Linked DNA regions of Zea mays: region 1 is linked to region 2. A link is a contact called in public Hi-C data. All regions are on one chromosome and are shown on one strand. The core of a region is the stretch at or near the end of the contact, and the rest is flanking DNA. Distances in the headings are between cores, read along the strand shown. Region 1 holds the start of LOC103653736 (nicotinamidase 1). Region 2 holds the start of LOC100279585.

What was found. Hi-C and Micro-C count contacts between places; a contact is called where the count stands out from the background.
Region 1: a contact with region 2 is called in a Hi-C map of tassel, with 5 times the contacts expected there. The contact joins the promoter of LOC103653736 here to the promoter of LOC100279585 in region 2. A contact is called at or near these places in 3 of 25 Hi-C or Micro-C datasets (bundle sheath, ear and tassel).

The regions. Positions count from the first base shown.
Region 1 is chr4:138,956,730-138,960,040 of Zm-B73-REFERENCE-NAM-5.0, reverse strand. LOC103653736 (nicotinamidase 1) reads left to right here and starts at 1,502. Exons shown (of 5, transcript XM_008680552.2): 1 at 1,502-1,840; 2 at 2,392-2,575; 3 at 2,932-3,065; 4 at 3,147-3,311. The coding sequence starts at 1,517. LOC100193981 reads left to right here. Exons shown (of 6, transcript NM_001139048.1): 5 at 513-594; 6 at 761-1,153. The coding sequence ends at 891.
Region 2 is chr4:138,257,400-138,260,563 of Zm-B73-REFERENCE-NAM-5.0, reverse strand. LOC100279585 reads right to left here and starts at 1,398. Exons shown (of 3, transcript NM_001354591.1): 1 at 590-1,398; 2 at 232-313; 3 at 1-97. The coding sequence starts at 1,227.

The DNA of each region.
Region 1 (3,311 bases), core at 253-2,752, 700 kb before region 2:
AATAAGTATATTCTGAAATTGACAGTACTTCTAAATAATCAGGCCATTTCTGGATATTGGAAATTTCTCTATGCCCAAAGTACTGAAGGAAGCTGGCTATGTATGAATATGTATTGTCCAATTGTTGGTTTGTTTTAGGAAGAAAAACAGGTCTCCCATGTAGCTTATTTATGGTCAATAAAAATCATGAAAGCATGAGTAGAAGTTCAAAAACAGTTGGCTCATGTTATTTTCTTAGCCATCTTCTCATCTGTCTGTGCCTATGCATTTGAATTATGCCATGCTCTTGATTCATCATTTACACGAACAAAATGAATTGGCATCCAGTCATTTGATTTGCTCTTGTTATACATATAGCTATGCTCTTGTTATACATCGAAGCAAATAGCAGCATATTACTAGAAAGATGATGTTCTAGACCACATCATTTTTTACCTTTTCCTCTCTATTCTCCCATGCACTGCCGGACTGTCATATGAGAAACATCATTCATGCCTCTTTTATGATTTCAGGAGGTTTTATATGAACCAAAAGTGCTGGAGCTGGAACCTGAGATTCTCCGGGACATCAGTTGGGATCTCCCTAGTTCAGTAGGTGAGTTTTTCCCTTGTGTGTTTTGTCAATCGTGTTTTACCTGCTGTACTTGCTAAGTGTTGCTATCACGACTATCGTCCAAGCTGTTATTCTTGTCTCTTTTGTGTTTTCTCTTCTTTTCGAAATATTTCAGTTCGGATATTTCATTTCTGATTGCACCATGCAGATGGTAAAGCAAAGCTGGATGAAGACTGTCTTGCCTATGATCAGCTTGACCAGTACCCATCTTTGGAGAACAATCCAGTTACATTTGAGCTGAGAGACGAGCCAGCGATCCCGCAGCTGGGAGTGCATTGAAGAATCCCGCAGCTCTGCTTGCTGCTTTGCTCTAGAATGCTAGGTCTTGAACCCCTGATGTTTTTCTCCAGCTATGTTCTGGTGGATGTGGGTGGTATAGGATTTCACAGTTTGATCACTAGTACCTGATCCAGCGGAAGCGACAGCGCTTCCTGTTTGTTATGCTTGCTGATGGGCGATGGTTGTGGAACTGCTGATGGTATAATTCTAATGTTTTCAGCAAAACAAACCTATATGGTCTCTATATTTATTCTCCTGAGTCATATGACTTGGCAGTGCTTTAGATAGCGACAATGGTCCTAAATATAGCGAGATTCTTGCCACGTGCTAGCAAGAGACAAAGGAGGGGTCAGGTTGATTGTCCAGAGGTCACATCAGGAGACTACGGTCCGGTTGGTTTCAGTTTTTTTTTTCAGACTGGTCGCTAAAAGGTTTTGCGTACTATAAAAAAAATCGCTTTGCTCTGTTAAAAATCAACGTGAGGCTATCTCCAGCACCTTTATTCATTATTCATAACTTTATTTAAACTCTAATCTGTAAACAGTGTAGTCGTAGTCTATAGTGTAAAATATTATTTTTGGATGTGTAAAATATTATTTTTGGATAAACTTTGGCTAGAGTGCTGATGAACGTCGACGCCGTTCCCACGTTGTCCTCTGTTCCATCCCCGTTCGTTCCACGAACCAAACCAAACACGCTCCACAAAAAGAGGTCAGTGTGGACGCTTGACCGCGAAAATTATATAGACTTCTACTCGGCTGCATCTTTGCTCCGGTCGATGCACGACAAGAGGAGAATGGGGACGGAGGCCGACGCCGCAGCCGTGGACCTACTCCGGTCGCAGATCCCGTTCCAGACCGACGGGGAGTTCGTTCTCCCGCCGCGCGGCGTCGGGCTCGTCCTCGTCGACCTCTGCAACGGCTTCTGCACCGTCGGCGCCGGGAACCTCGTGAGCCGCCGCCTCCTCTTTACCCACCACCGCTTCTCGGTTCTCGCCCCTTTCTTTTCCCCCCGTATCGTGATTCCGTTCTGTTCCTCGCTCGATCATCATAACACTAGAATCGTTTGGTTTCATGGGAAGGAAGGGAGTGCAGCGATTTTGTAGGAATCTGTAACAGGGACAGAAGTGATCGCTCACTGGATATATCCTCCTCGGTTGTATCGTTGTATATTTCCTTTCTCTTCCCTCGACCTATTTTTTTAATCTATTTCCTGGTCAGTATAAAAAAACTCTCGACCAGTGTTTGGGTATGCACAGTACAACTGTACAAGTAGTAGCAGACCTGAAATTTCTGCCGATCCTATGAGAGTGAGACCGTTTTGTTGTTATCTAGTAAAACACATGCTGTCATCGTTACATTAGCATGTTCTCTTCGTTTGCATTGTCCTTGCAATTACGCAAGTTCCTGTTCCCTTTTCTAGTTCATGCGCCGTGCTATTAGTAGGTTTGATTATTGTTTTATACAGAGCATTTTAGTCATTTATGCTTTTCATTCACAGGCTCCTGTTGCACCAAACAAGCAGATCAGTAAGATGGTGGAAGAGGCCGCGAGGCTCTCTAAGCTGTTCTGTGATAGAAACCTACCAATATTTGCATTCCTGGATACCCATTATCCAGATAAGCCGGAACCACCATATCCCCCTCATTGTATTATTGGTACTGGGGAGGAGGACTTTGTTCCAGGTTGGTGCTAAACCAAACCCACCCTTTATATTTCAGAAGTGTTTGCTTGCTCAACTTGGGGCTTAGCTTTATTTCCTGTTGGAGTGTGTTTGGTTTTAGGAACCAAACACATTCCAAATGAGGTGGCGTGTCACGAGCCCATCTGATGAATTTTGGTGGAATCACCTCATTCCTTGTGCTTGTACTAATTATTAGCTAGAATCAATCCGTTTTATTTCAACAAAACCAAAAAAAAGTGAGGAGCGACAAGATGATGGAGCACTCCATTCCTTAAACCTAACTACTGACGGTACATGAGAAGAACAATGGAATATGATTGATTTTCTGTGTGACCAATTTCATTTTGCAATGTGCAGATCTGGAGTGGTTGGAAAAGGAGCCAAATGTGACTATAAAGAGGAAAAGTTGTATTGATGGGTATATCAGCTGCATAGAGAAGGACGGGTCTAGTGTTTTTGCTGATTGGATTGGAAAATATCAGATAAAAACTGTGAGTTGTCTTGATACAGAAGATTTCAGAGATAGACTTTACCCTATTGTGTATGACTTGGGGGGGATCGGCTCAATGCAGGTCTTGGTGCTCGGGATATGCACGGACATCTGTGTTTTGGATTTTGCAAGCTCAACTCTGGCTGCTCGAAATATTGACCGAGTGCCTCCATTACAGGATGTCGTGATTTATTCAGGGGGGTGTGCTACATATGACCTTCCTGTTGAGATTGCTACTAATATCAAA
Region 2 (3,164 bases), core at 149-2,648:
CCGCCTGCGCGCGCTTCTCCCTCGCAGCCGCCTGCGCCGAGGCCAGCTTGCTCGCCGTCTTCTCCTGCGCCCGTAGCTTCATCCTCTCCGCCTTGGCCTGCCCCAGCGATGAGCATTTCAATTTCCTTCCATTGTTCGGATCGAAAGGTCCGTATCTGGTGCGTGGTTGACTTCCACAGGTCCAAACTTTTTTTCTAGGCTGATGAAACATATGGCCATGACTACTCGTACCTCGGCCACCTTCATTTGCAGCTCCGCCTTTTGCCGTCGCCGGTTTTCCCAGGCCTGTATTTTCATCTCCTCGCGCCGATACCTGCGAGAAGAGAGCGCCAGCGACCTCGTCAGCACGCAGAGCATGTACAGTACAGTACGAGCTGCTCATCAGTGAGTCTGTGAGTGAGGCAACAGGCAAAGCAAAGGCAACACACCACTCCGGTGCATGCACCGGCACTGCTAGTCTGCTACCGTGGCAGTGGCGTTTGACCGTTTGTTGCCGCCGTTTTGCCCCTCCACATGGTTCAGCAACGTGCGGAGGAGAAAGCGCGCGTTGGTATTCGGTAGCCGGCAGCTAGCGAGTGATGGCGGTCACCTGGCCATGTGCTTGGCGCGCTCGGCGGCGTCCCACGTCGCCGCGGGCGACACGGCCGTCGTCGTCGGCGCACCGGGCGCCGTCTCGTCGCGGTCCGCTGCCGCTAGGCCTGGTGGCGATCCACCGTCGACCGTAGACAAATCCGGTGGGCGCAGCGGTGCGTGGATCGCGCGCCCCGCCGTGGACGGCGGCGTGGCCGGTAGGGTTGCGCGTGGGGTGTTGGCCCTGGATGGCTCTTTGCTCCCGGCCGGCGTCATCTCCGTGCCGACGTCCCGCAGCGAGGGGCACCGGGGCGGCTGCCCGTACGCCAGAACGGAGTCCACCCTCTTGGTCTCCGCCTCCGCACCCGCGTCGTCCCGCGCGCCGAGCCCCAGCGCCGCGGGCAGGGCGGCGCCGCCGTCCGCGGCGCTCCACGAGTGTCGCGCCTTCTGCGATGCCGACGGCAGCAGGAGGCGGTCGTCCGCGCAGGAGCTCCGGCGCCGGTCGTCGTCGTCGTGCGCACGGGAGGAGGAGAGCCACCGCTGCGCGTCGTCCCACTTGGACGGCCTCGGCTTCGCCTTGGCGTAGCGAGCCAGCAGGCGTCTCCCGCTGTCCGCGTCGTAGCTTAGGCCCATCATCCCCTGCGACGATCTCCTCATTCTGTATGATGCGCACAGGAACAGCACAGGCGCGAGAACGGGCAAGGCAAGAAGAACGGAGCAGGGAAGCTGAGTCAAGCTTGTACCTGGAGGGCTGGAGGCCCGAAATAAAAGAAGAGGTCGAGAAGCCGTACGACACCAGAAAGCTGGAAAGCACACAGAGAGATTGATAGAGACACAGAGCCACAGAGGGCACTGAATGAAGTGATGGCGATGGCGCGCAGTGACTGCACACGTCTGCTCTGCGACGGAAAGGGAAGCCAGCAGCCAGAAAAGCCTCGGAGGCGGGGCTCATGATTGGCCGACACTGTGCAACGCACGGCGCACAACGGCACACCGTGCTCGTCCCCGCCTCGCGCGCACGGCGACTGGGCGGAGCAAGAACGGCGGGCTCCACCATATGACCGCGTCTCAAGGGTCAAAGCTGCCCCGCCCTAAATCCGGGCGTGGACGACCAAGCAGTCAAAGCACGGCACTGTCATCGAGCAGTGGCACAGAAAAAAAATCCCTTCGTTGCCGTCCAAAACTATAACAATCCCTGAGATACCATTGAAAAATGCGTGTTCCCTCTAATCTCATTAGTTTTAGTTTTTAGTCACTTGGATATCATTGCCATCCAAAAACCAGCTAGAGAGCTATTAGTTGGTGTTGGAAAAGACTAATATATCTCTGTGCCCTTAATAAACCTCTTCCATACCATTTCTACAACGTAGCTTTGAGAACTACATAACATTAATATAAGTACTAATATATTAATATAAGTATATAACAGTAATACGACGACAAAATTTTATATATTTTATTATAAAATGTTGTTCTCATATTAATGTTACATAGTTGTAGTGATGCTATGGAGTTCTCAAAGCTAAGTTGTTAAAAGGGCACGAGAGTGGTTCATGTACATGACACAGGGGTATATTAGTCTTTTTCAACACCAACTAGCAACTCTCTAACTGTTTTTTGGACAACAATGACATCAAGGGACTATACATTTAAACTGATGGCATTGTAGGGAACTCATAGCTTTAGCTTTGGATGGTATTGAAGGGATTGCTATAGCTTTAGATGGTATTGAATGGATTTTCTAAAAAAAACGGTGTCAAGAAAACATGTCACCGCTGTTCTCTAGACATGGGATCCATGTTTCGCTGCGCATTGCATGCTGGCGGACAAGCGTTTGAGATTCGGGCAGCGCTTGCGATGTTTCTATTGATGGCCAGGCCGATAGCTCGACTAGCAAGACCAGGACTGGAGAACGTCACTGCGCGACGGGGGACGAGGAGCACTCGTAGAGATAGTGATGGCAACAGATCAGATTCGAATCGGATATTGCAAATATCTGCCTGCAACTATATCTGTGGTTGCAACCATTATCTGTCTATGATCATATCTGTGGGTAGAAATTTATATTCATGTCTATGCCCATCAGGATTTAGATGGGTTTCGGATATTCGTCGGATATGACAGCCACAATCATTTTCAACAATTCAATAGTATAATTAGTCAAATTTCTTTCTAATTTACCATCATACACAATTGGAACTTAATAAAAGAATTATTATGGTATGTGGGCCACGATTAGAGGCATTAGAGCTTGGAAGAGTCAGCCGCTATGGTATTTTGAAGGGGCCACAAGGCACAACGCAGAAAGCCAATAATGCTAGAAGGGAGCCTAAGTGGTGAATTGGGAGCGTTAGACGTGTAGGTTTATGGTGTTAGGGTTTGTTATTTGCTATGTAGTATGGACTAGGCCAAAAAAATATGATACAGGTCGATTTCATATATCTAACAGATAAACTGTGGGTGAAAAATAATATCCTAATATGTGCTCGTCTCACTCTAGGTTGAATTCAGATCTAATCAAAAACATATAAGGGCTTGTTCGGTTAGCTCTCAATCCATGTGGATTGAGTGAGATTGGATGAGTTTGAATACCA